Linked DNA regions of Mus musculus: all the other regions are linked to region 1. A link is a contact called in public promoter capture Hi-C data. All regions are on one chromosome and are shown on one strand. The core of a region is the stretch at or near the end of the contact, and the rest is flanking DNA. Distances in the headings are between cores, read along the strand shown.

What was found. Promoter capture Hi-C pulls out the DNA fragments that hold promoters and counts their contacts. Capture Hi-C pulls out chosen DNA fragments and counts their contacts.
Region 2: a promoter capture Hi-C map of liver shows a contact between it and region 1, with 2.8 times the contacts expected there. The contact joins the promoter of Klf14 here to the promoter of Ccdc136 in region 1. A contact is called at or near these places in 5 of 39 promoter capture datasets (the C10 cell line, hematopoietic stem and progenitor cells, liver and 1 more) and 2 of 9 other capture datasets (adipose tissue and liver).
Region 3: a promoter capture Hi-C map of liver shows a contact between it and region 1, with 2.7 times the contacts expected there. The contact joins the promoter of Cpa4 here to the promoter of Ccdc136 in region 1. A contact is called at or near these places in 1 of 39 promoter capture datasets (liver) and 1 of 9 other capture datasets (liver).
Region 4: a promoter capture Hi-C map of liver shows a contact between it and region 1, with 2.1 times the contacts expected there. The contact joins the promoter of 1700012C14Rik here to the promoter of Ccdc136 in region 1. A contact is called at or near these places in 1 of 39 promoter capture datasets (liver) and 1 of 115 datasets of contacts at active chromatin or transcription factors (pancreatic cancer cells).

Annotation. Positions count from the first base shown.
Region 1 is chr6:29,393,507-29,400,597 of GRCm38.p6, reverse strand. It overlaps Ccdc136 (coiled-coil domain containing 136), which reads right to left and starts at 4,023. Exons shown (of 18, transcript NM_001347071.1): 1 at 3,856-4,023; 2 at 3,012-3,119; 3 at 1,149-1,397; 4 at 989-1,063. The coding sequence starts at 3,913.
Region 2 is chr6:30,955,439-30,962,529 of GRCm38.p6, reverse strand. Klf14 (Kruppel-like factor 14) reads left to right here and starts at 3,540. Exons shown (of 1, transcript NM_001135093.1): 1 at 3,540-6,509. The coding sequence starts at 3,833. The coding sequence ends at 4,810.
Region 3 is chr6:30,563,692-30,570,782 of GRCm38.p6, reverse strand. Cpa4 (carboxypeptidase A4) reads right to left here and starts at 2,414. Exons shown (of 11, transcript NM_027926.3): 1 at 2,322-2,414. The coding sequence starts at 2,389. It overlaps Cpa2 (carboxypeptidase A2, pancreatic), which reads right to left. Exons shown (of 11, transcript NM_001024698.3): 11 at 6,310-6,545. The coding sequence ends at 6,358.
Region 4 is chr6:30,456,603-30,463,693 of GRCm38.p6, reverse strand. 1700012C14Rik (RIKEN cDNA 1700012C14 gene) reads right to left here and starts at 2,709. Exons shown (of 2, transcript NR_131049.1): 1 at 2,565-2,709; 2 at 381-733.

The DNA of each region.
Region 1 (7,091 bases), core at 2,774-5,273:
TGGAGTCTACTCTTCAGGGATTTGGACAATTGTGTTCTTTGTTGGTCCTTTGACGTATTTGGCAGACAAATGAGTGAGGCCTGTTTTACAGAGAAGATACTGAGACTCTGAGTGATACGTGACCTACCCAAGGTAATGAAGTTTGTACATGGTAAAGCTAAGTCCAGGTGCTCAGACAATGTGAAGCCAACACCCACACTCCTCCCGCCCCCGTGCTGTGTCTGCCATTTCTCTTCTCTTCTCCACATTTCCTGCATCTCCCTTTGCTTACATGCCGTACCCTTCCCTTCTGCTCCTCCTCTTATATGTTCCGTTCGCTTGCTCTCTCCAGGACAGCTTCCAGACCTTTTTTTCCTCCATCTATATTTTGTATTTGGCTTGATCTCAGCTCTCCCTACAGAGTCCCTGCTGTTTTCTAGGGCAGAGCCTCAAAACCTTCCGGAAGCCCACAGAAGTAACAAAAGCTCGCTCTTTATTTGGCAGTGCAGTGGGATATGGGACGCTGCCTCACTGCTTCCCAAGACAAAAGGACACCTGGACTTTGAAATAGAGGAGTTGGGAAGCACAAACTCAGGATTGCATCTGTTTCCTTCAAAGACTCTGGAGTGTTCTCCAGGGGGTCCCTGCGGTGCTCTTGGTGGGGACTAGAAAGAGAAATACAGCCTGGAACTCAACCTTGATTATACATCCCTGGCCCTGGGCAGAACAAAGTAAACAGGCATGTGGGTGAGGGAGGAGACTAGGAAGAAGAGAGGGAAAGGATGAACCCGAGAGAGAAGATGAAAAGATAGGAAGGCGAGAGAGAGGATGTTGGGATCGCCATGTAGATAGGTAAAGATGGGAAATTAAGGAAAGAAGAGAGCAGAGGGAGAGGAGAAGAGGGGGGGGGGGGCGAGGAAAAAAAGAAAAGGAGAGAGGAAAGGTTCTGAGTTAGGTGTGATTGATTAGGGTGGCCACTTCCCTCTGTCTAGACTTGGGGGGCAGTTACCTTGGAGCTGCTGAATCTGCTTGGTGAATACTTCTGCTTGCTGGGCACTGGCCAGCCGCTCATCCTCCAGGAGCCCTGCAGTGAGAGGAACATCTGGTTTGGAACCGGGGAAGCACGGAGCCTTTGGGCCCAAGCCCTGTGCCCTGTCACGGGTGCTCACCCTGAAGCTCCAGGGAGTCATCTTCATGCTGCCCAGCAAGCTCACGGGTCTCCTCCAGCTCTGCCACCAGCTGCAGCACCTGGGCCCTCAGCTCCTCCAGCTCTGTCTCTGTCAGGCTCAGGCCCCGATGCTTGCCCATTGAAAGGGAGCCCAAACTGCCTCCTTTCTCTACTTGCTCTTCTTCGACCTCTTCCTCTTCCTCCTCTTCCTCCTCCTCTTCCTCATATAGAGCTGGAAGTAACACCTCCCCTAGGAGAGACAACCATCCCACCACACAGTCAGTGCCCAATCTAGAACCCTGCACCTTACCTCCCCAGGGCCTGGTCTGCAGAGTAGTGTCACCTGGTGTCCCCCGAGGTTCCCTGGGTAGAACCTAACTCATGGTCAGGCTCTGGTAGGTCAAATTTGGATGCACCTTCTCCAGCTTCCAAACGCCTAATATTGGACGTCTCCTGCCTGTCCAGCAGCCTTGTGCTGGCTCAGCTACAAGAAGCTTGCATGAGGACACCTGGCTCTAGTAGTCTGAACTCTGGGTAGTAGGACAAGGAGTTAAGAAAGGATTCAGACATTCAGACACCAGCTGTTTATGTAGGCCAAATGAAGCAAGCTTGGGGGAAAAACAACCTAGGTGGCTTGCAAGGTATTAGCCGTTTCATAATAAGAAAACACTGGCTTGGTCTGTAGATAGAAGAGGAAACATTAGGCGGAGTTGTTTACTGCATCCATTTTGGAACCCTTTCAAATGCATGTTGTCAAATATCTTTTTGAGGTTTTTCTACACCTGTTGTTTCCCTGTTGGGTACCACAAGGATCATCTCTTTCCTTCTGACCCAAGTTGATGTTGAGAGTTGTCAGGCTGAACTCATCTCAAAGAAAGTCTGCCATCTTAACACACTCTTCTAAACCACTCATTTATTTATTTACTGCATACGGGTGCTCTCCCTGCATGTGTGTCTGTCCATCATGGGAGGGCAATGCCCTTTCAGGTCAGAAGAGGGTATTAGAGCTTCTAAGACTGGAGTCACAGACAGCTGTGGGCTGCGATGTGGGTGCCGGGAACTGATCAATTGCTAAGCCATCTCTCCAGTCCTGTTGACACATTTGAAAAACTAATTTGGTACTGGTCCTCATGTTCAGACTCCTGAACACCTTTTTTTTCTCCTTCTTCTTCTTCACTGCAATGCAATCTTGTCTTGGTAGGGATTGCTTTGTTTTTAATCCTGGGTCTCTGGCCTTCCTTCCCTTTTCTAACACCAACAGCATACGGTTCATCTGAGACCCCTTATGTCATCTAGTCTCTAGGGAAGGCCTGTGCTGAACTACAGAGGGGCCTGGGGACACTTCACAAGAAGTCCTGGATAATGTGTTGGTACTGCCTGCCCTGTTACACGCGAGTGCTGTTGGGAAATAGACTCCATCTAGCCCTCTCCTAAGCACGTTCTTACTAAAGCTGCAGGGTTCCATTCAGAGTTGACGGTGGTGGCATCAGATAGACAGTTCTCATGCCCATGTCCTGGCTTTTAAAAATAAGAGACAGCTTGGGATCTGGGTCAGCAGGCAGTGAGAAGAACAAGCCCCCTGCCGAAAGCCTGTTTCCAGGCTGGGTTGAGCAGGGCCTCTCTCTGTCTGGCAGCTTCCCGGGACACACAACCTGGTTAGCTGGGTGATTGGCGCCCCAAAGGGATGTGCCCAAACTTCCCACAATGCCTGAGCCCAGGGGAGGCTTGGAGCTCAGCCACCAGGGAGGAGGGGCCTGAGATGAAGTGAGGGGAGGGCCCTGTTCTGGCTCAGAGTTCTGGGGTCAGGGAAGGAAGAAGGGAGCTACGGAGTAGGGCGATAGAAAGCCTTTTTCAGAAAACTCACCGTCCATAGCTTGCATCCCACGGCGCTCCAGAGACCCCCAGCGTTGGCCTTTCTTCCTCTCACAACCCTCAGATACCTCATAGGAGCCTAAAGTGGTTACTGTGGGTCCTGTGAGCCGGGAGAAAGTAAGAACTGTAGGAATAGAGGGGCCTGGGGCTGAGGGGAAAGAAAGGGACGTGCATTCTTATATGGGAGCCCCGGAATTTGCAATCACACTGGAGAAGCCTGACTCACTCTGCCCAGCTCTGTGATTCTATTCCCTCAGCCACCTCTCATGCCTATGGAGGGGACCCCAGTCCGGCGCGGCCCAACCTCAGCACCCCTGTTCCCGGCTCCTCTCCCTCGCTCAGACAGAAGAGGGTGAGTGTTTGTTTAGCTTGGGGCATAAGAAGAGGGGTAGGGTGGGAACTAGGAAAGAAGGTTTTGGGAGGATCCTATATAGCAAAGCAGAGAAGGGAGGGGTGGCCGGCTCAGGAGAGGAGAGAAGGGGCTCTAAACTAGGCCGTTTCTCTTTCTCTCCCCTTCCCTCCCTCACCAAACCTCGCCCACCCCACCCTCTCCCGGTGGTCAAGAGCTTTGATGAACTAGAAGGGTGCAGGCTCTAGAGACAACTCCCCCGCCCCCCTCGTGAGCTGGAAACACAATCGGGCTGGAGAGACTAACTGGGGAGCGCTTGGGGAGTGACCGCTGGGAAGGGACAACCCAGGTCGAAAGATGGAGAGCAGTATCCGGTGGAGGCCAGGGTGAAGGGAGCCGACTCAGTACCAGGAGCACCTGGGGGTCAGAAGGAAGGAGAGCCGTAGGGGGAAGGAGCATAGGGAGCTGAGAGAGAGGCCGCTCTGACCTGGGCCAGGGCAGCTCCAGCCCGCGGCTCCCGCGCCGGCCCCGCCGCCTGCCTCCATGGCTGCTCCCGCCGCCGCCGCCGCCTCCCGAGCAGAAGCCGCAGCCTCCGGGCCGGGGACCGGGAGCCCGGTGCGCAGGGAGGAGAGAGGGCGGGCCGAGAGGGCGGGGCCTGGCCTGGCCACCTGACGCGAGTGCCCGCCTGTGGCCGCCCGGAAACCCTCCCCCAGTCCCCGGCTCCAGACCCAGTGAGGACCAGCAAAAGAGGTTCAAAACACGTCACTAAAGTGCCCCAGGCTCGTCCGAGGCAGCTTCAGGTCTGCTGCGCCTGAAAAGCGGACGTGAGCTACCGGGTCTTGAGGATGCGCCCAAGGAGTGCTAGCATGGCTTGGTTCTGGCTGCAGAACCCACCCTGGGTCCGCCACGCCTAGGGACCTCAGGGGCTAGTCTTGACGGATGATAGAACCGGGGGGGGGGTGGGGGTGGGGGGGGATGGACTGTTTCCTGCAGATGCGCAAACACACGCGCACTTCCTTGGTTCCCACACAGAGCCAGCGTCCCCATCCCCGCAGTCCACAGAACCCATCCCTCCGGGTAGCCTCAAGCGCCCCAGAGCTACTGCAGGGCTGGCGGATAGTTGAGACCTGCATGTGCCAAGTGCTAGGTGGTGGTACATCACTGCTTTCCCCGAAATCCCACCCAGCCAGAGCTCTCCTCCCAGTGTACCAAGTCCCTCTTTCTTCCCAGCCCTTTGAGCCACGCCCTCTGTGACCTGTGCAGTGTGGGCATCATTGATGTTCCCTGTAACAAGAAATGTGGGAAACCACGAAGCTTTTTTTCAACTTTTCATCTATTTATTCAAGAGATGAACTTGGTCTTGAGGCAGATTTGACATCTCAGCAGGTCTCATTTAGGTCAGAAGTGGATACTCAGGAATCTGCTCCCCGAGTTATAATCGTGGAGAGATTTCTAAGCTTGGTACCTCACACCAGTTCTTTCTCATGTATTCTCACTCCTAAAGTTTGGGCATGGCTTGGCTGGGTTCAACTCCCCAGGCTACTGGGCTCTCAAGCCCTCCATGTTCCTCAGGAATGAAGCAATTCCCTGCACATCTCAGGCTTATCAGTAATTTCAGCATTGTGTTGAGAGTTACTCTCCAGACACCCCATCCCTTCCTTTTTTTAGACTCTCCTGCTGTGCTCTTCTGACCCTCTGGGCAGCATCAGAGTATTGCCTGCTGTTAAGGTTGGGAAGTATCCTAGTTATCTTTGTATCTTCAGTATCAAAGTACCTGACTCATGGAGTAAATGAGTAACATGGAGCTTCCGACTAAGTTAACAACGCCTTCATCATTTATCCCAGATTTTTAACTCATGAATTTAAACTCACGTTCCCTATTAACAATGATGTCTGCCAGGCAGTGATGGCTCACACCTTTAATCCCAGCACCTGGGAGTCAGAGGCAGGCGGATCTATATGATTTAGAAGCCAGCCTGGTCTACCGAGTTAGTTCCAGGACAGCCAAGGCTACACAGAGAAACCCTGTCTCAAAAACCAAAAACCAACAAAACAAAAAAGTCCAGAAGTCAGTAGTAATTCCTCCCCCCGACCCCCAGCCTGATAATCAGAAAAATGAAGAATTATTTGTTTTCACCTTCTCCCCAGAGGTCAAGCTCCCACTTTAGACCCATGGCTACAGTGATCCAGCCACAGAGAAGAGCTTCCGGGCAAGCTTACTATTTTGCAGATCATCAAGCCAGACTTGGGTAGCAAGGTACAATATTTAGAGATGATGAAATGAGCTCTCATGGGGGGAGCTAAAGGGAAGTGTTCTGGAAGCTCAGTGGTTCTGCCCAGCGCAGCAGCCTCCAGTTCTGTCTCAGCAGCAGGTCAGGCTAGCAGTTGGCAGTGGGTGAACAGAAAGACAGTCGCCATGGTCAGTTGTGACATTCAGGAGTCAGAGCTCTCTCTAGGAGAGCCTGGATCTTGAGCATTAGGACTAAGCTGGTTCCTGGGTGCAGGTGATCCATCACTCACCATTGATCTCAGGGAATGCTCAAGGGAGACTAGAACCAGTCTATTAGTGGGAGGCAAACCCTATTCAGATCAGCATGGGGTTGAGATGAGGGTGAAGTTAGGGAGCAGAAGGGAAGAAAGAGCTTAGCAGCTATGGGGGGCAGGGCTGTCAGGGATGTGTCTGAAGGGCAGGCATGGCAGGTGTGTCCCCCAGGTGATCAGCTGAGAGGGATGATCTGGGTTAATCCTCCTGTAACCCCAGGGTTTAAGACTCAGCCTTACCCCCAATCCCATCCCAGGAGATCATCCCCTCTGAGGACTGATGCAGCCATTTATCCCCCTTTACCCTTATTTCTAGACGCTCAGAGTAACCATTAAAGCATTTTTAAAAGGAGCATTTGCAACATACAGAAAAGTAAAGTCCAAAGACTAGTGTAACACTCCTGTGCACACCAGACTGCTCAGATCTTTTTCTTCTTGCAATGCTGGGGATTGAACCTCAGACCTTTTGCCTAGTAGACAACTGCTCTGCTGCCTTGCTACATCCCCAGCCATGTTTATATCTTACTTTGAAACAAATTTTACATTTGCACTAATTCTTTGAGAATTTTATGAAGGCATTTGAGTCCCCACTCCTCCCACACCCACCCTCTTCACCATCACCTCACTCCCCTACCCCCAGCTTTGAGTTGTCTTCTTGTATTTCTTTTCTTTTCTTTTTAAATGGAGTCCAGTTTGTATTGTCCTCCTACCCTGGGAGCAGGGCCTGCCCTGGAGTATGGACCACCCACCTGGGGGGCTATGATCATTTAAGGAAACTGACTTTCCCTCTCCCAGCAGTAATGTTACTTTTTTACAACTATATTTCCAAGATGACTTATTTGCATATGTGCTGGCATTTTGCCTGCATTTATATCTGTGCACCACGTGTGTGAAGTGTGCAAAGAGACTGAAGAGGGCGTTGGACCCCTGGGAGTGGGAGTTACAGATGATTGTGAGTTGCCATGTGGATTCTGGGACTCAAACCCAGGTCTTCTGGAAGAGCAGCCAGTGCTCTTATTCACTAAGCCATCTCTCCAGGACAATTAATATCAGGCCAAATTTGATTCAAATTTGAAGTAGGTTAGGACAGGGAATAGTGTAGCGACTTGGGGCCCTGTTTGGGTTTAGTTATGCACACTCCCTCTGTCTTGTAATGATGCCCTTGGCAGCCTAGTGCCTTTA
Region 2 (7,091 bases), core at 2,291-4,790, 1.6 Mb before region 1:
TCAATGAGACAGAAAGGAAGGGAGTGTGCTTATTAGCACTGACCGCCCTAGAGGTCCCAGCTCGTGTAGTGAGAGTAAGGGAGAAAGGGTGCCAAGGGTGTTATTTTCAGATAATATGATGATCTACGTGAAAAAATACTAAAGCTATCTAAGAATCAACTAATAAGAATGTGTGCCTTTTAAACAAGTTCACTAGCCCTTTCAAAAGCAACAATCAACAAACTACATCTTTAATAGAAAAATTATCCCACTGTCACAACAACAAAAGCTGTGAGGGATGCAGGGGGAGGGAAATCTAGCACAGAGGCACAGGTATTTTGCAAACAAATTATAACATGTTATTGAAGGGTGCTTGAAAGAATAAGAATAATATCACTTGGCTTTATAGAGATGCCACAGCTCCTCAAAATAAATTGTAAATTTAACTCAGCAAAATACCAAAAAAAAAAAAAAAGTTTTTCTTTAGAATTTGATGGGCTAATGCTAAAGTTGGTATAGGAGTGAAGTGTAAAAAAATGGTTAGTGTGGTTGTAAAGGAACAAAGAGGGACAAGCCCTCCTGTACATTAAGAGTTATTACCAAGCTGTCATAATTAAGGCTTATTATCAAGGCATGGTAATTAAGAGTGTGCCTTTGGCTCAGAATTGGTTTGGCCCATGGAAAAGGACAAACTAGGAACATTTCCATGAATATATGGAAATTTAATTTACAATCATGGTGGCATCACACATTAATAGGGACATGATGGCTGTTCAGTAAATCAGGTCACAGCAGGCTATCCTTGGTGGAGGAGAGAGGACGGAAATCAATTCCTGCTTTACACCCAGATTTTCACATGTGGAAAGGACACGTCAGAGAGAAAGCTGTAAGCACTGTCTTCACGCATCAGGTGTGGGTTGTTTCTTTAATGATACAGAGACAACAAAAACTGTTTTTTGATTCTTGGGTTTCTTTTTTTTTTTTTTTAAGGGATTGACTACAACAATATTTTATGTTCTCTGTAAAACAGGCAACATCAAAAGTTAAAAGACGAACTATAGATTGGGACAATGTGTTCAACATATATATACATGAAACACCATAAGTCCAAGGAATGAAAGATAAAAAGCGCACGTAGCCTATTGGAAAAATGGCAAAGGCTGACAAAAAACAAATCACAGACTCAGAAACTTCAACAGCCAATAAGTACATGGAAAAATGCCCAGCCTCACTAGCAGTGAGGGAAATTCAAATAAAATAACAAGATACTGGGTATTTTCTTTTTAAGCCAACTGGCAGAAATAAGTCTGATTCTAGAATGGGTTTAGCATCATGTTAGGGAAACAGGACATCTCATCTGCTGCTGATGGGTGTGCAAATTGGAACGTCATTGGCAGTTTCTAGTAAGACTCAAAACATGAGTGCTGCCTAGCAATCGTCACCTAGGTACACACTGGAGAAATTCTTGCATATGTGCAAAAGAAACATGCACTAGCAATGCCAAAATATTGGCAACAACTTCAACATTCATCAGTAGGACCATGAATAAAAAGGACACATTCATATGCATGGATCTACAATGCAGCAATTAAAATGAGTGAACTGCATTTATATTCACCAACATGATTAGGAGGGGGAAAACACCCAAAAACATACCAAGAAGGAAGAAACAAGTTAAAGAATAATATATACAGTCTTAAACCATGTGTATATATTTTTAAAAAGCAGTATCTCCATATAAATTCATATAAAGTTGAAAGTCTGCAACCTAAATTGCAAAGTTGCATACCAAATTCATGATAGAGTTTGCCTTTGGGGGAAGGCTGGAGAGTGCAGCCAGAGAGGCAGAGGGGACTTGAATTTCATCAGAAATGATGACTAGTTAAAGTTTAAAAAGAAGATCTAAAACAGATATGACAAAATAGTAACATTTATGAATTATACCAGACAGGTACACTTGTATTATATTCTCTCATCATTTTAAAATATCTCCACACGTTTTTCTAAAGCATAAATTTAAAAGAAAAATCAGGTACTAAATCATTCTCAGAGAATGTTCATGTATGGATTGCTGCAGCATCTGAAAATTTGAGGCAGTATCTTTAACAAAAATGAATCCGTTTTAGAATTGGGTCTCTTTAAAAATAATACAACTGCCAATACTATTTTAAAACTGCTGAAATGGACAGTCAGTTCTACAGGTATCAACCCACAAATCATGCTGGGAGAAGCAAGCTGCAAAGAGACATGTGCAGCACAGTAACACTTGCCCACATTTAAAATACACTAACAAAGATACATGGGTCTATTTACATACTTAGGTAGCTGTGTAATAAAGCACAGCAAATGTTAGAAGAATTTACCCTTTATGATACTGATTAGCGAGGGAGAAAACGAACAGTGCTAGAGAAACGAGGGAAATGACATTCTACCCTCTCTGGATGCTTAATATAAATTTAAAATTTGAAGCAAACACGACAAAAATATCATATTTGATTATTCTAATCATCAAGTATATGGACATATGTTATTCTTGAAGCATGTGTATCATTTTACTTTTCCAAAGAAAAAAATAGTGAAGCATTGCAAATAAAGTGCACATAACGTAATAGTACAAAAGTAAAGCCTATGTACATCCCAAACCGTGGTAGCACTACATTTAGAAATCATCCTGTTTATTTTCTGTGGGGTTTTTAATTTTTAAAAAATAAAAAGGGGGGCAAATAAAGCCGTGAAGGCATGTGAAAGAAATCATTCATATTTGATTATAAAAAAGAAAAAGCCCCCACAGTCATAAACCACTGGATGAGCATTCTATACTATTTTGCTGCATATTCTTAATTTTAATTTTTTTGTCAAAAGAGAACTAGAAGAGGTTGCCTAATTGGAAACGTGACTTTCTATTATTAAAATTGTGGGAGTCCATTTTAATGTGTTTATCTCGCTGCTAGTCTGTAATTTATATTTCAGCGTGGATATTTGTTTGTGTGCCTGTGACAGGTTAATGCAGTTTAAACGTGCGTTTTTTTCTTTCGTTGCTTGAATAGTTAAATCGTTACTTCAAGGATTTTAAGTTTCTATTTCAAGCGGGGATGATTCTTTGCTCTCGCCAGGGTTAAAACCGTTTCTGATTCAAAACGCTATTAATTAATGGCTACGCGGTGATCTATTGGCGACAAGGCTGCCGATCCTGCATTAACAGCCGAACTGCTAAATGAGAAAACTTTGTTTCGCCCCCGTTTTCTTTTGGATGAAGACTTGGGGCTATTTTCCATTTGAGCTGTGAGCGGTGGACGCGAGTCAAACGCAATCGCAGCCCACTTCGCCAGCGATCGCGTTTGCGAAGCGAAAGACAAGTCAGGTATTAGCGCCGCTTTTTTTTCCCTCGCCGCTCCCTCCTCCCCCTTAGAGGATAAAAAAAAGTTTCTAGGACTCTGCCTGACACCCAGCTGGCCAGAGACCAGGGGCGAGGGGGGCGAGGCCGGCAGGCTGCCCAGAAGTTGCGATCCGGGACTTGCGCGCATTGAAATTACCTGGCTCGCCAGCAGCGGAGAGAAAGCGCAGACAAGATAATTTCCCAGGCTGCTGGGAATGCCATAGCCCGCGCGGCAGCGCGATCCAGGGGTGTCCTCGGGCCGGGGCGGGTCCCCGCCACCCCCGCAGGCTTCAGTGCGTCAGGGCGCGTCAGGCGGGGCGGGCTCGGCTCCGGCAGCAGCGGCTGCGGGCGGCGAGCGGCGCGCACCGGCTTCCAGCTCGTCTGGCTCCAAGCGGCGGGACGGACGCTCCCGGGGACTCTCCGGCCCGCGGCTGGCCGCGCTCGGACGGCGCTCGCCCGCAACCGGGCGCCGCCAGCATGTCGGCCGCCGTGGCTTGCCTGGACTACTTCGCTGCCGAGTGCCTGGTGTCTATGTCCACCCGCGCCGTGCTGCACCGGCGCGCAACGGACCCCGAAGGCGCGAGCGCAGCGGCTGTCTCCGAGGTGGGTGCAGTGTCTCGGGAGTCGGCGGGGAAGGGTACCGGGTCACGGGGGGTGCTGTGGATACCCCCAGTCCTCCAGGTCCCCACCCCGAGCCCCGGAGAAGGCGATGGCGCGCCCCACCTGCTGGCTGCGAGCGCTTTGGCTGATTTAAGCTGTGGTGCCCGGGAAGACTTCAGGGAAGACTCCGAAGAAGCTCCGTGTGCCTCAACTAGCTGCTTCGAGCCGACCTGGTGCTCCAGCCCTACTGGGGGCTCTGAGCCTACCCAGGCCTTCTTCGAGGATGAGCTCTCTGACGCCGAGAGCTCCTGCAGTGATTCTGCTATCCTGGATGCGCCTGAGGCCTCAGAGGAGCCGGATGACAGCGGAGAAGTGCCCGAGGGGCCCCCAGGGGCCCGCCCTGCGCCATCAACGGGCCCGACGTACCGAAGGAGGCAGATTACGCCCGCATCCAAGCGACATCAGTGCTCCTTCCATGGCTGCAACAAGGCCTACTACAAGTCGTCGCACCTCAAGTCACACCAGCGTACCCACACGGGGGAACGCCCCTTCTCCTGTGATTGGCTCGACTGCGACAAGAAGTTTACGCGTTCTGATGAGCTAGCCCGCCACTACAGGACGCACACCGGTGAAAAGCGCTTCTCCTGCCCGCTGTGTCCCAAGCAGTTCTCTCGGAGCGACCACCTGACCAAGCATGCTCGTCGCCATCCAACTTACCATCCCGACATGATCGAGTACCGAGGTCGTCGTCGCACTCCCCGCCCTGAGCCACCACCCCCAGCCATGGTGGAAAGCTCTGGTTCCGACTCCAGCTCCTCTTCTGGCCAGGAGACCAGCTTCACTGCTTGCCTGTAGGACTGTCTTGCTGTCTATCTTTCCCTCAAGCACAACCCCCACCCCCGCTGCCCCCCAGGCCGTTGTCCATGCCTTCTCTCTGTCCATTCCTATTTTCCAGGGTCATTAGACCGAGGTACAGACTGGTTGCTCCGCACTGGGGATGGGTTCAGACAAACTTGTCGGACTCTGGAGAGGGACTGGGAGCCAGAAGATAGCAGGAAGTCCTGCAACACAAACATCTTCTGAAATGAACGGTTTCTTCCAAACAGCCTGCAGGAACCTTTGAGAAGGGATGAACTCTCCAGCGTACTGAAGTTTCTTCCCTCCATGGCACCAGAGATGTAAAACTGAATTCTGAGATGCTGGAGGATCTCCCAGTTCCAAATGACTCTGGTGTCTCACCCATTGGCCAGGGCGGACTTTGGAGAGGGTGTCCAGGGTGGCAGCCTTGGAAATGTCCAGATTTGGATGAAGAGAGGCCTTTGGAAACAGAAAATATTTCTATTTCTGTAAACAGCAATGTTTACTAATTTATTTTCGGTATCTTGTAAACAAAAATTCAGGTTGATGGGAAGCTAATGTCTTTGACTCTCCCGATTGCCCCAGCTACCTCTGCTTTGTGGATGTATGGCTGGGAGATGCTTTTTGGTGCCTGGGGAGTGGTATGAGTCTGCTTGCAGTTCCTATAGCGTAATTTTGAACCCCGCACTCGCATTGTAACCTTTTTTTTTTTTTTTTTTTTCAATTCCTTCTCAGGGGTGGTAACTTTCTGGCTCACGATTATGGAGAGATTGGTTAAGTATTTTGGAAACAATCATAACAGCACAAGAGAGAAAAGGCTGGTCTGAAATAGCTTCTCCTTCACCTAGAATGCAAGCCCAAGTAACTTTTGAGTGGGACAGGTACAAAACAGCACTTTTCACAACCTTTGTTAGCTGTTCCATTGGAGCGGAGAGATGAAGTTCCTGATGCCCCACCCTAAGTAATCTTAGGGGTAGTAGAGTCTATTCACCTCTTAGTGGCTTAGTAGGGCTTAATTTCAGTGAAGGTCTGTACATTGTTGTTTCTGTTACAGGTGAATTGGTGGGTGAGGGGGAAAAGTGAGAGATTGGTTAATTTTAGAGAGCTGCTGTCTTGGATTTGGGGTGAGAGCAGCTAGACAATAGCTGTTATCAAATAGGAGCACCTTTCTCTAGCATCAGAATCTTAGGTTAAAACCTCAGGGCCCTTCTGCCCCCTTGAAGGAATAAGATATCAGAAGTATTCTTCTGTTGTGTGTCCCAGCTACTGTGGATTGAAATCACTGATGTTTGTGTGTACGTGTGTGTGTGCGTATACGTGTGTGTTTCTTTCATTAAATATGAGGCTGAAAGGCCTTTCCTAACCCGATGAGGTCCCCTATGATCCCCTCCTGCATATCTTAAACCACCCATCAATCACACTTGTAAAGGGTGTTGTGATCTCATGGAGTTGTAAGAGTCACTTGAGTAAGCAAATTGCTTTCCCCTGTTTTATAGATTAAAACGCTGATGCTTAAATTATCTTAAAAGTTATATGCTAAGTTTCTGCCAAGAGCTAAGAGTAAAAGTAAAATGTATTGACTTTTAAATGGTGTTCCTTTGTGATTGTGTTCCCATGTTCTCACCCTACCTCCCTATCACCATGATCCCCCTGCCATCCTGTTTTCTGCTGCTGCTATAAATCTTTAAATGCTGAGAACTTACCCGAGTCTTTTGGCGTTTGTATTTAATAACAAAACCCCTTTCTTAACAGGCTAAGTTAATCTCATGTCCACACCCTGCAGACTTGGGTGAGACTGTTTCTTTAGCATCCTGGGAGAGACTTTTCTTCGCAGCTGATACTCTTAATGTCATTTATCTTGTGTTTCTGGTCCTGGGCATTCAGGTATCCTTGAGAGAATAAATGATTACAAGCAGAGTATTGAAATGCTACTGGGTTCTCATAAACTATGTGAGGGAGGGGTCCTTGGATTGGCCCAGGGAAGGTAGCCTGTAATCCTCAGGAGGGTTAGTGTTTTATAGTGAGGAAAGGAAGAGCAGGTAGGATTGCCCTTGAATTACACAGAGGGAGATGAGGTCCCTAACCTGTTTTTTGTTTTGTTTTGGTTTTGGGGTTTTTTTTGGGGGGGGGGAGGTTTGTTTTGTTTTTTGTTTTTTGTTTGCTTTTGCTTGTCTGTTTCCTCATGTGAGGCTAGATCGTTTGGGTACTCTAAGGCCCACTGAGGTAAGGTTTTCTCTTTGCCCCCTTCAGTAGAAGATCTACTATTGGGTAACTGAAC
Region 3 (7,091 bases), core at 1,165-3,664, 1.2 Mb before region 1:
AGAGGCTTCCTCTAGCAAAGCCAGACACAATAGCACTAACAAGGGGCAGCGATGGTAGAGCGGGGTCTACCATTAATTATTCTTGTGAACATTAGCATAGTGGTGTCTAAAAGCAGAGTAGGTGCCATACACGGAGCAATCTTCCTCTTGTCTTCATTGACCTTATCTCTGCTTGGAAAATACCTTCTCCAGCACATGACGGTGCAGATGGTTGAGCACACCCCATCTGCCCTAGCTGGAATTCCATTCAAAGATCTTGACCTTGAGCTCTTTTTGGAGATAGGAAACTGTCCTGAGTGAAGGGGAGGAAAGGTTGGGATTTGCAGGTGCTTGTCTGCTCCTCCTGCTCTGAATGGTTACGTTAACAGCTCTTCTGGCTCTCTCCCAGTACACCAAGATGCCTTTAGCATCGGGATTGGTGACGTCTATTCACGCATCCTCACACCTGTCCCATACTCAGGACAATCAATAATTGCTTTGATGACTAAGCTTCTCTCCCTCCCCCTAGTACCAGGAAGACAGCCAAGTGGTCAGTCCTCTGTACCACTCACCACATTCCTGTCCAGGCTTAGCAGCTATGACTGATAGCATTGAGAGACGCCCTGAGAAACACTGGGATGCTTGCCGGCTACCACTGATGCTACAACCAGTTCTACAACTGCTTCATACTCTCCACCCACCCAGCACCTCCATGTATCCTGGCAGTTGCCTCATCCTTAAGACATCTGAAGACTAGGGCAGAGGATAACAGCAGAACAAGAGAGACCAGGGAACTAGGACAACAAGGTTCAAGGGCATGAGATAGAACAGTGAGAAAATACCACCAGCTTTGTGTCCGTTAGCCCATCTCCAGCCTGGCTTCCCAACCACTCAGAGGCCAGAGGCCAGATCCTCTGTGCTCTCTATATTCACTGAACTGGGCAACCAGGACATGGATCCCAGCAGAGAGTCCTCAACCTTTACTGAATTTACTGCTGTTAGAAAAGACCAGACTTGGAGATGGCATAGCACTGTTCATTAAAACCATTTGCAATCAGCCCCATCACACAGCCCTTTAGATGCACGGGTCCTGCAGCGAATACTCTGGGACCCAGCCCCACTGTCTCAGTGAAGGTGCCCACTGTATCACAAGAGAGGTCTGTATCCTGAAAAATAGAGATTTTCCAGCCACATGAAGAGCTGCAGTGGGAGCCTGACAGCTCCATTCGTCAGCCCACACAGCAGCAAGTGTAGTTATGACACACCTACCGCTGAGCTGCCTGCGGAAAAATCTTACTCCTTGGACACCTGCTACGCCTAACCCCTCCAAGCTATTTGGCAGCGGAGACAGGTATGAACCATCATCCCCATAAAAATTACTCCATCTCATGTAAGTAATTGCTTCAATAAACAGTCCTCGAGTCCCTTTAACCAGACAACACAGTAGAGCATAAACTCGCATATACGGGTAGACCGGTGAGATAGAAGATTCCATTTGATTGGCTTGTGTTACAGAAAAGGGGTATGAGCCTTGCAGTCAGCATTCCAGCTTCCGTGCTGACCAGCTAAGTAGCTTTGGGCAGCTTCCTTAACCTTTTTTAAGGCTGGGTTTTTGGGTTTTTTTTTTTTTCATGTTTAAATTAAGGAAAATAACACCCTTGCCTGACAGAGCTCTTACATGATCCACAAGACAAGGCACGTGAAAGCTCTTTGCAAAAGGCAAAATGTTATGCGGTGATGGATTATTCTATCACAGTCTTCTACGGTGGTACCAGAGCATCCCTGTCATCACCCCTGCCTCTCTGACTTCCTGTCCCTCACCAACTCCACAGTGTCTGCATGGAGCATGTGAGCCTATGCACGCACAGGCACACAGAGTCCCGGGGTACAGTTCTGTAGCTACAGCTAGACATGACCTATTGGATCTCCTTGTTCCAGAAGCCTGTGGAATGCACCAGCTATACACAGGTTTCACCAATGATAGAGACTATCTGTCCCCAAAGCCTGAGAACCCAGCTATTCCCTTTAAACCGGGCAGAAACTGCCAAAGCCTTTCTGACCATTCTTCCGAATTAATGGTGTAGGAAGAGGTGAGATAGAGGATTGGCCTTAGAAAGAAGGAAGAAGATACAAAATTAGCTGGAGGTTAAGGAGCTGGGGAGGATCTGTGGAGACCACCAGCTTTGATTTCACAGGAGAAGTCAGGTTTCAGAGAGAAGTGGCTGGTCCAGGACAGTGGGACAGAGGAGATATAAGCCCAGCCCTACCACCTAAAGTATAATTCATTTGGCTCCCAAGTTGGTGAAATAACTAAATGCTAATAAAGTTCAAAAAGAACTCACCCAAAGAATTTATCTCGGCCGCAGATGCCTGCCCCAATCAGGGCCCCAAAGAACAGTAGCCACTTCATGTCTCAAGGGCGCCAGTCACATACTGACTGAGTCAAGCAGTATTTATAAGGAACCCGAGGCAGATTCATGTTCTCAGAAATGCTAATGTGGTTCTTCAGCACCCTTCCAGCTCTGACAAGGCAGCACCAGCCAGGGCCTCCTCCATTCCTTTCCAGTGATGAAGGCCCAGCCTTTCCATTTGCAAGGCAGGAACTTGCTCCGCAGGCTGGGAATGTCTTACCCAGGATGCCTCATTGTTCATCACTTGGCATCTCAGTGGTGATTTTGTGTGTGGGGTGTGTGTGTGTGTGTGTGTGTGTGTGTGTGTGTGTGTGTTTGAGAAAAGGGAAATATCCCCACACTGCTGGTTGGAATTCATAGATAGGAGAAGCCAGATTGTAAACCTGGGATGAAGTTACCTCTAGAGTAATAAAACCATTTTTGAAAGTGAAGACTATCAAGCAACCTTAAGCCAACTCCAAGGCTGCACTCTTGAGAAACCTGATCAGAGAGTTCAACAAAAGCAGATCATACAGAGGAGAGCTGATGGCCGCCTTTCTGGGTCTAAGGCCTGATATTTTAGGATTCCATTAAAAAAGATAAATATGGGTGGTGAACAATATAGAAAGGATGTGTTATGCTGAATAAATTAAGTTTTCCTTGAGATCTGAATGACAGAGAAGGCTTAATGATACTTGTTTTGTATTTATGTTTTAAATTGTACTATCTTTATGTGTATTTTTGTGTGCTTGTGTGAGTTTATAAATACCATGCACATGCAGGTATCTTTGAAGGTCAGAAGAGAGCACCGGGCTCCATCATGTCCCCTAGAACCGAGATACAGGCAGTGCTAAGCCACCATATGTATGCTGGGAATCAGACCTGGGTCCTCTGAAAGAGTCATCTGTCCGGTCCCAAGGTTTCTATTTATTTTATTTTTGACACATGAGCTCATTTTGTATCCCAGGTTAGCCTTGAACTCACAATCCTCTTGCTTCAACATTCCAAGTGCTGGACTAATAAGTCCAGGTCTCTTTGTTTCCTTCTTTTTTTCTTCTTTTCTTTTCTTTCTTTCTTTCTTTCTTTCTTTCTTTCTTTCTTTCTTTCTTTCTTTCTTTCTTTCTCTCTCTCTCTCTCTCTCTCTCTCTCTCTCTCTTTCCTTCTTTCTTTCTTTCTTCCTTCCTTCCTTTCTCTCCCTCCTTCCCTCCCTTCCTTCCTTCCTTCCTTCCTTCCTTCCTTCCTTCCTTCCTTCCTTCCTTCCTGTTAAAACAGGGTCTCTCTGTAGTATTAGCAGTTCTGGAACTTGCTATATAGACCAGGCTGGATTCAAACTCACAGAGATCCTTCTGCCTCTGCCTCTGTTTAAGGTGTGTGCCACCATCAGCTCCCTGCTTCCCTCCCGCTGTCTGCACTCTTTCCACACCTGCTGAAGGGCAGGTACACAGAACTGGAGATCCTGGCTGGGAGTGTTGGAATCTCTTCTGACACTTGTTAAAACATTGAGAAAGACTTTACTAAAGATCATTGTCAGAGAGCTCATGACTACAGCAGTAGGAGGTTTAGTTTAGTCTCCAGGCCAAATGCAACCGGGACAATAGGATAAGGGGATCCGTCGATGGAAAATTACAAAGAGGGAGCACTAAGAGAGGGGGATGATTGCTAAGCTGCCCTCAGAGGAATCATGATGGAGGTTGGTCAAGGACTTATCATCAAAAGTGATGGATAAGAAATTAATAATATCTTTACAGATAGGGTAGTATGACTTGTCATGTCTTTCCTAATACTCATTCTGTCAGGGCCCAAGAACCAACCTAATTAAAATAGATAGATAGATAGATAGATAGATAGATAGATAGATAGATAGATAGATAGATAGATAGATAGATAGATAGACTGATAGACAGACAGACAGACAGACAGACAGACAGACAGATAGATAGATAGATAGATAGATAGATAGATAGGGCACTGGGTCCCTAGAGGCAGCCTCCATCAGACTTGGCAGAACCGTGCTCCCTATCTTCTCAGCCTGTCTCAGAGCTCTGTGTTCTCCCAGCACTTACACTGGACCCACATATGCTCTGCCCACCACAGAGTCAGGGCTCTAGTTCATACCAAGACAGACCACATCCTTGAAGTTAATAGAAAGAAAAACAAAGACTAGATTCAGCTGGAAGAATTATAGAAAGAATTAAGTTCCCAGAATTCTAGATGTTGAAACCTATTTTTCACTGTCTCCCAAGGAACACAATCAATCAATCAGTCAGTCAGTCAGTCGGTCAATCAATCAAGCAAACAAATCAATAAGCAAACAAATCAATAAGTCTAAACCACTAACTGAGGTGAAGGTCTAAAGAGAATCTGTGTGCAAGCTGAGGGACAAACTCAACATGTCGAGAGGTAACAAAACCAAAGGATATACAGGAACCAGATGCCTGGCTCTTTGTTATTGATAGTGTTGACTGCATGAAGGAACTTAAGTCCATTGCTAAGTTTGAAATGCTGCACTATTTAAAATAAAGGGGCTCAGTCTATGCCTGAAATTCCAGCATTTAATGTATTGAGACAGGCTACTTAGTGAGATAGATTCTAGCTAAGCATTCTCTCTCTCTCTCTCTTTCTCTCTTTCACGCACACACACACACCACAAGATGAAGGATTGAGACTTGTTTCAAAATTATGCTATGTGAAATAAGTCCCACACTGTGGGATTTTGGTTCTGACATACCTCGAATAGCAAAATTCATAGAGTACACTAATGCTTACAAGAAGCCGGAGGGAGAAGGTGGTGGTGGTTGACCAGTTAATGAGTGAGTGCGTATTTCAGTTTGAGATGATATGAAAGCGTCCTGGAGCTGGATATTGGTGATGGAGGCGTAACATGGTAAACACACTTAATGCTGTTGAATTGTACCCTTAAAAATAATCAAGGGTGGCTAGGCAGCGATGGTGCCCACCTTTGATCCCAGCACTTGAGAGGCAAAGGCAGGCCAATCTCTAAGAGTTCAAGGCCAGCCTTGTCTACAGAGTGAGTTCCAGGACAGCCAAGGCTACACAGAAAAACTTGTCCTGAAGGAGGAGGAGGAGGAAGAGGAGGAGGTGGAGGAGGAGGAGGAAGAAGAGGAATCATCATCATCAAGGGGCCAGGCATGACAGCTTACACCTTTAATCCCAGCACTTGGAAGGCAGAAGCAGGTGGATCTCTGTGAGTTCGAGACCACACTTCAGTCTCTCTTATTTTCTGTGACTTTTCTTTGAGGAGCTTACACCAAACTCTTGGATGTGTCTTACTTGCTTCTGATCTCCTCTCATTCTCTCTTTCTTTTTAAAGATTTATTCATTTTATTTTAAGTATATGAGTGTTTTGCTCACATGTATGACTGTGCACCATGTACCTGCCTGGTTACCATGTACCCTGTAACCTTCAGGTTAAAAGAAGACATCACATGCCCTGGAGCAGGAGTTACAGATGGTTGTGAACCACCACGTGGGTGGAAATCGAACTGAGGTCCTCCGCGAGAGCAGCCAGTGCTCTTTTCATGCGGAGCTTTATCTCCAGCCCGGTGTCTCTTTCTCTTATCCCTCATGCTCAACACAAATATTAAAATATCTTTGTTAGCCACTCCCCTTCCAAAATAATCAAGAGCTGGGTGTGGTAGCATGTGCCTGTGATCTTGGCCTTTAAAAGGTTAAAGGATGCCGGGAATAGTTCGCTTAGAACAGGTTAAAAAAAAACACTGATACAGCCAGGGACTTGTGGCTTTGGGACAACAGAAATGAGAGAATCGGGAGCTGGGAACGAAGCTCCTTGGGGAAGTACTCACCTAGCGAGGACACGAGGACACGTCCCTGGACTCAAATCCCAGCCCCTGGGGTGGGGGAGGGGATAAATACTGTTTCCAGATTAAGGATAGAAAAGGAAATGACCAGAAGCCAGTTGTGCTTATACCACAGAGATTTTAATAGTGTTCATCTGTTCTGTATGTCCCTAGTAGGGGTGGTCTCGTACGTGCTCCATGATGGTCTTCAGGCCAAGCCAGGTCTCTTCTGCTGTGGGCAAGATCTGCTTGGCTGGCAGGAGGAAGCCATAGTAGCCTGTGTCTCTCAGTTCAAAGGCAAATGAGTATTTGATGCCAAGGTCATAAGCCCAGTCGATGCTTCCGCCACTGGCCTGGTCTGAGGGACAAACGGAAATGAAATATGATTGTACTATTTCTGTAGACCTCAGGCATGATCAAAGACAAGCCCAGCCTTCTAAGCATGGGCTTCAGGAACAGGTACAGTCTACTAGGGGTTCATGCTTATGACAAGAAACAGACCAAGGGGGGGGAACGTAGTTTAAAACAAAAAAGATAATTCAAATGGACGCTATACTTAGCCTTTCTTTGGTGCTCTCAGGAGCCTCCTGACTTTATTTACCTAGTTAGAAACCATTTGCTCGATGCTCTAATTGTCACCTTCCCCTGTTTAGGGAGGACACACCATTTCCTTCTTTCGAAGGCACAGGCATTGTTTTCTCTAGTGGGATAAAATGGATTATAAATCCAGTGAGTGACTTGGTTCCTGGCTTCAAGCCCATCTGATGTCAGATCACATGCTCGGTGCTACTATGCACCTGAGATAAGCACACGATGACGTGGCACGTGATAAAGAAAGATGGCATTAGGCTACAAACTCCTGAGGTATTCAGGAGTCAGAAAAGCTAAACAATGGACTGGCCCT
Region 4 (7,091 bases), core at 1,460-3,959, 1.1 Mb before region 1:
GTCCCCAAGACTCGGAACTCTGCCTGCTTTCAGTTATTTACTTATTTATTTGAAACAGGGTCTCACTGTGTAGCCCAGGTTAGCCTTGAGCTCACTGTAAAGCTGCCTTTAAACTTATGATCCTCCTCCTAAGTGCTAGGAGGACAGGGACGTGCCACCAGACCACACTTCATTTCCTTATCTTATCTCTAAGCCAGGGCACACATACCAGACTCTCTCCCGAGGTAATTTCAGCAGGAATTCTCTCCAGATCTAGTGCCCCAAACATACTTACATCTGACACGGCCATTTGTATTCCTTCTGGGGTCCTCTTTGCATGGCTGACTTCAAGCAGGCTAATTAATTATTTTAGAAACCACGATTAAATCGACACAGTGATTAATCTGATAATCCTTTTTATGAAATTACCTCGGAAACGCTAACTTTTCATCTTTTGAAACTCACTGTGTAAATTACTCTGAAGATTACATTGTACCAGCTTTTGGCTCCGTAAATCTTAATGGCAATGTTTTGCCAAAAGCAATAAAAGCTGTCCTGGATTTATCAGGTCAATCAGGGAAGGGGCAGGCAGGCAGGAAATTGAAGGTGACTCAAACTGCAAAGTCGGGAGGGAGGGGTCGTTGACTGAAGAAACTGTTGGAACTTGCCACTGTGGCCACATGCAAGCAAGGAAGTGAGTAGCCTCAGGAAGCAGAGAGGCATGCAGAACGCCAGTCACAGCTGCCGAGGCTCCCTGTCGGAAAGAAGAGATGTGCAGTTCTTAGAGGTCTTAGAAGAGGCCTTCTAGTCGTGCCTCTTCTCCCCACCCCCAGCAGCTCCTCCCAGTGCCCAGAAGGCAGAAGGCAGAGGCAGAGAGAAGATGCTTGGGCTGTTGTCTTCCTCTGCTATGCCCGACGGGCAGGGTCCTGGGCCTCAGGCTGACTTGAATCACTCCAATCCTACTTTAGATGTTATCAACCATGCCTCCTACAGCCTGGCTGCAGTGACCCAGCCTATCTATCTGAGTGCAGCATCCCCTTCTACTGTTCGCTTCTTTCCTACATAGTGGCTACACACTGGATCCCTCTGCGGGCCTCACTGGAAGTGTGTCACATTGCTCTGCAGCTTGTAGGAGGTAGCAGGCACCACAGGCCTCTACAGATTGCAGGACAGGTGGAGGGCCCCCGCCTTCTGAACCCAGGCCCCTAGCTATCCAGCTAGCTGAAAGTGTTTATTGAACACCTACTTTGTTCCAGGCTCTAAGGACTATGGAATGAACAAGATAGAGTCAGCTCCTGTCCTCCTGATGGTGGAACAAACAGGCAGTAAACTCTATGACCATGGGGGAGATGGGAAGGGGACAGAGCCGGTAGAAGGGTCAGGGCAAAGGCCTTGGAGTCTTCCTAGTGGGACCCTAGCTTTGACTCTTCCTCACTGAGATGATATTTGAATAGAGAACCGGAGATGGAGGACAGACCCACAGAAACGCAGGAGGAAGAGCGAGCCACTGGTGCCAAGGCCCCCAACAACACACTTCATCATCCAAGGAGCGGCACCATGGCTGGACTAAAGGGAGCATCGTGGCAAGACACCAAGGTCAGGTAGCTTTGGAATCCCCACGCCATGGAAAGAGCTGAGATGTGGCCTTTCTGGGCATCTTACAAGGAAAACGCGTCCATCTGTTGCCTTGTTCTGGTCTGAAAGGTATCTCCCCCCCCCCCAGCCCCCCCCCCCCCGACAGATCAGGTGCTTCCACTGGCTCCAGGGAAAGGCTCCGGAGCTGGGATTTCCAAATCTTGGAAGCCTCACTGCCAGGAGTCACCGTGTGGCCTGAGGAAACCAAGATACCTCATACAGATTCCACATAGTCCCTGTCTCTACTGCTGCGTCCCTGGGGTCAGAAGAAGACCAACCCATAGCTTCTGTCTTTTTTCTCCTGGCCGGGCTATTCAGATGATAGCTAAAGACAAGGCAAGCTGCCTTATCTTCCCCAAGCCGGGACAGAAGGAGTTTATGAGGACGCTGATAGGAACCCTGAGAGGCTACTGGCCCTCTCAGGGTGCTCCTCAGAAAAGTCTCAGTGTGTGGTAATTATCTGGTTAGTGAGGACTTCAGCTGACCTCTGAAGAGTGACAGGACAGTCCTCCTCCTTCAGGAGATGGTGACCCACACCCATCAACCCATGCTGGGGTTACTCTGTTCTTCTCATGGTGCCACACAGGAGCTGGGCCAGTCTGGAGGAGAAAGGATGCTGGAGCCTTACTCTCAGGGGAGGAGCGCTCTCTTAGCTCACTCTCCAAGAACTGGGTGGGGAGTCTTTCAGACAGAACCTGTCTTTGGCCCTGAGTCTCATCCTGGTGACTGAGCCGGGCTTATCCCCGTGGCTTAGCAGAGCGAGCGGCCATGGAAGCTTTTCTGGACTGGGCTAGCAAGGCGTGAGGGTTTAAGCATGTGCCCGGAGAGCTCTGGCACCTGTTTGATACTTCCCAGGTTGATGGTGGCATTTCTGGTGTGAATCCAGCCCCTGGAGTATCCAGGTCCCGGGCTCCATCTGCCACCTCACTTGAGGGTGCCAGGCCCCTCACCTCTCCTACTCCAGGCCCACATCACCTTCCAGAATAACCCCCATCAGGAACGCGGCTAGGATCTTTCCTCCCTGTTGCTTTTCCAGTGAGGCCTCTTTTCCCCTTCATACAAGCACTTCCGAGAGAGCCAAATCGACCGCCCTCTAGGTTGCCATGGAAACAGAGCTTTCTTTCCTCCCTCCTGTTTACCTTGGTCAGGGGACTGCGACAAAAAGCAGCCTGTCGCAGGAGGAGAAGGGAGGGCGGGGGAGAGCGGAGGGAGAATCAGCTTGCCTTAAACCAGATCATTCCGGTTTGGAGTGGTTCTCTCCCCCGCAGCCCTAGGCCCCTCTTGCCACACTGGGCTGTGGAAGGCAGGGAGGGAGGGAGGATCCTCATCCTGCGAAGCTTTAGTGGAGAAGGTCCTACACCCGTGGTACCCCGTCCTAATTCCAAGTGGACCTGTCTCCCTCAAGGCCAGAGTTTGGCCTCCAGTGCATCCTCTGGAGGTGCTGCCCCAGGGTGACTGCTGTGCTCAGGTTGGCTCCCCACCCCAGGATAAAGAGATGGGAGCTGAAGGCCAGGCCTTGCTCTGTATATGTACTCTTGAGTGCCCTGGCCAAAGTGGCCTCACCCTATTTACCAAAAAGATCATTGTCGTAGCCTCGAACTTAAAATTTCCCAACTAACTGCCTTGGAGCGCGATTATATATCAGTGCCTTCTGAGCACCGCCTCTCCTCGCCCTAACTTTCCAAGTCTCCTGCAGTTTTTCTGGTTTCTTTCGTAGGCTTCCTCCCCTTCCAGAAGCCACCAGGAGGTGGTGGGTGCTGTCCCTGAAAAGCTTTCTAGCTCTTTGTGCTCCTCTGAGCCTTGAGCTAAAGTACTCTATTCTCAGTACCTGATTCCTCTAACCGGTTTGCTGGGTAGAAGCCCTGCCTCCGGGTGCTATCAGCCTGAATACAAGGTTGTGCCCCGGTGGCATCCCAGCCGGTTGCGTACCCACTAGATGCACAGTTAGCGTGGGCACCGGCCGCTGCTAGTCGCGGTGCCCACGACCAGGACCAGCGCTGCTCGCCAGGGGGCGGCAGAGAACCCACCCTGGGCAGCTTCTCCGCGAAGCACGAGGCCATTTTACATTCGAAAAATCCTGACCTGGCTCCGCATCTATGTGGACACTGGGAGCTTTGCCGGGACAAGTGACTGGCGGTGGCACCTGGGGGACTTGGCGCTCGCTTCCAGAGCAGCTTCCCGTCCCAGGCACAGGCTTCATCGTGCTGCACTGCGGCTCCGCGGAGCCCCGCCCACCTGGGGAAGGGTCTGGTCCTTTATCGGTGCAGTGAGAGTTCTTACCAAGGAGACCCTTCCTCTGGCATTGGGAGAGCTGGTAACTCCCTTGGCAAGAACACTTTGGTGGCCCTTGGCTTATCCTCCCGCATCCCAACACAATGTTTTTGTTTGGTTTCTGATTTTGTTTTAAGAAGCCCTGGTTGGCCTGAAACTCAGTGTATATAGACCAGGCTAGCCTCAAACTCACAGGTCCACCTGCCTCCGCCGAAATGCTGGGATGAAAAAACGAGGGTGCACCACCACGCCGGCTCCAGCACAAATTAGCTAAGCAGAAAGTGGACAGAGTGACGCCTGACTGCAGCACGTGGCAGATATGGCTCTGCTACCCTGCAGGGAGAGAAAGTGGGCCTTGCAGTCTTAGAACCTTCTGAGGCCCAGACTCTTGGTAGCTTTAGTGAGATGGTTCATAAAAGATGAACTGATCTGCCCGTCCCTTCTGAGGTGACACACACTGACACTTGATGTATTTCACAGATGCAACCGCTGTGAGGATCCTGGCTTGGTGTTGAGTGCCAAGAATAGTAAGTGGCCAGCGTGTGCCGCTGTCTGTGTCCTCTCTTCACCAACCCTAGAGCTGGGCTGAGGAGCCAAACTGGACAGGCCCTTCCCGCCTGCCTGGCTGCTGCCTGAGCCGAGCCGAGAGACCTCATTTCTGTGTGTCAGGCTGGGCTGTCCCAACCTTGGTGAATCAGAATATGGCTAATCTGCAGGGTCTCCTGGGAATAAGGTCCACCCCCGCCCACCTCTTTTCACCCAACTATGGAGAAGAAAAAGAGGTACAATAATACTCTTGCTTGATGTTATAAAGGGACAAGATAGCAAGGAACACATTTCCCGCAACACAATAAGACACTTAGAACAACAGATTGCTTTTTTCCCCAAACCTTCTCCCCCTTCATTTGTTCCTCTCTAGAGCTGGCTCTTAAAGGTTCCCAGATACCAGTCAGGCTGCGTGTGAACGAGTGGGGAACTTCACAGTTGTATCCTTTGAATCATTCCAACTACAGACTTAGTGAGAAAAGCTATTTTCACACTATCTAGAAAGACAAGTTGTTTGGTTTCTGTTTTGTAAGGAGAGGGAGATGCCAGCAGTTCAGCCCAGGCCTCCCTCGAATGTCACAGGCTAGGCAGGTTTGCTGCCACCTAGCTATATCCCCAGCCTCCACGTCAGTCTCAACACTACTGGACTAAGTAGTCTAGACACTGATGCCTTTGTTTGTTTGTTTGTTTGTTTGTTTGTTTGTTTGTTTGTTTTAGACACTATTCTTTTTATCTCTAATTAAAATGTTACCTAATGGTTGTCTTAATCTGAGACCTCCCAGCTCTAGAGAGCAGCCATGACTGGGACCATTAGCACCAATCTGAGCACTCTCCACGGCCACTAAAGCCGCACAGAGGTCTCGGAGACACTATTAGTCCACTTGAGGAAGAATAACACTGGCACCATTTTACTCGTATTTCAGTGCTCTCGAGGGAGGGAAGGGACGAGTCTGTTTGATCAGACTGTCATTCTCACATCAAGGTGACAGGGCCAGGACAAGCACTGTTCATCCCGGCCTTGGCTCAACAGTTCTCTGCTGGACAATTAGGCACAAGGAAGAAAGTGAGCAGCTACGAGACAGGGGTCCCCAAATCCTTAACCCAGTTGATACAGAACTGAGATTTGTTAAGATACCACTTTATGGGCCAGGCGTGGTGGTGCAGGCCTCTAATCCCAGCACTCGGAAGGCAGAGGCAGGCAGATTTCTGAGTTCGAGGCCAGCCTGGTCTACAAAGTGAGTTCCAGGACAGCCAGGGCTACACAGAGAAACCCTGTCTCAAAAATAACCAAAAAAAACCCCCTTTATTTTAAAATATTTAAAATAACAACAGCAAAAACAAACAAACAAACAAGCACCCCCAAAAAAAACCAGTACTGAGTTTTGGGGATTCCGGCCCCACATTTTTCCTTTTTAATAAGTATGTATTATTTTTTGAATGATTGTTGCACGTGTGCAGAAGATAACCCTCAGGTGCATCTCGTCTTCTACCTTTGCGTGGGTCTAGGTGGCCACATGCACAGCAAGACTTTTGTCTACTGAGGCACTTCGGCAGCCCTGCATGGTTTAGAAACCAGTGGCTTACACGTTAGCTCTGCCGCTGGCTTTGTTCTTCCTCCCTCCATTTACAGCCCCTCCCACTCCGTCCAAGCCTGTATCACACACGTGAGCATGCTACAAGTATGGCACTCATCTAATCTACAGAGCTGACACCAAACCCCGTGGGCTGACAGTCGGAGTGTCAGATGAAGGGGTGTTGTAGAGTTGTACAACACCCTTGGCAAGCATCCTGCTTACCAGAGGCTAGCTTCCCAAGTTCCCCTGTATCCTCCTCTCTAGTCCACTTCCTCTGACTGATGAGTAAGCCACACCCAAGAGAAACCAAGCTCCAGAGAGGAGGAGTGTTTATGAGAGGTAGGAACGAAGTCCTGTCCCAACCCAGAATCTTCCTAAAACTGCCACTCTGTGGCTAGAACCAGGTGCGGCTATTTATATTTAAATACATTTAAATCAAGTTCCAGATTCAGTTTGTCTGTCACAGTAACCAGTGTTGGAGTATTCAATAGCTCATGTGGCTGGTAGCTGCCACCCTAGTGGACAGTGCAGGTGGAGAACATGTCCTTTCACTAAACAAGGCTTTCTGACTTGTCAGCTGAGCGGAGCAGAGACTGCGGTGCTACGGCCTAACCACGCTAGGTAAAATGGTAGCTCTGCAACAGAGTCCTGATAAACCAGAACCAGAACTGTGGGAAGCCACATGTGCCGTTGCAGAGTGGCACTGGCTACTGCTGGCCACCACGCATAAGTTTGGACAAACAACCAATGTGTACATATGCAGTAAAGCTTTTTGCCAAGTCACTGCCTGGCCAGGGCATGTTAATGAGGTACTGAGAATATAACAAATCAGATGTGAGACATGCAAATGAGGTATGTTAATGAGGTTCTGTGAGGTACTGAGAGAGAGTAGCCAATCAGATGAGGAACATGCAAATGAGGCTTAGTGCATAACCAATCTGGGTGTGAGACACGCCTCTCCTAGGCCTATATAAGCAGCACCAGTTCTGGGCTCGGGGTCTCTTCGCCTCTGCAATCAAGCTCTCCCAATAAATGTGTGCAGAAGGATCCTGTTGCAGCATCTTTACTGCTGGCCAGTCTGGCACG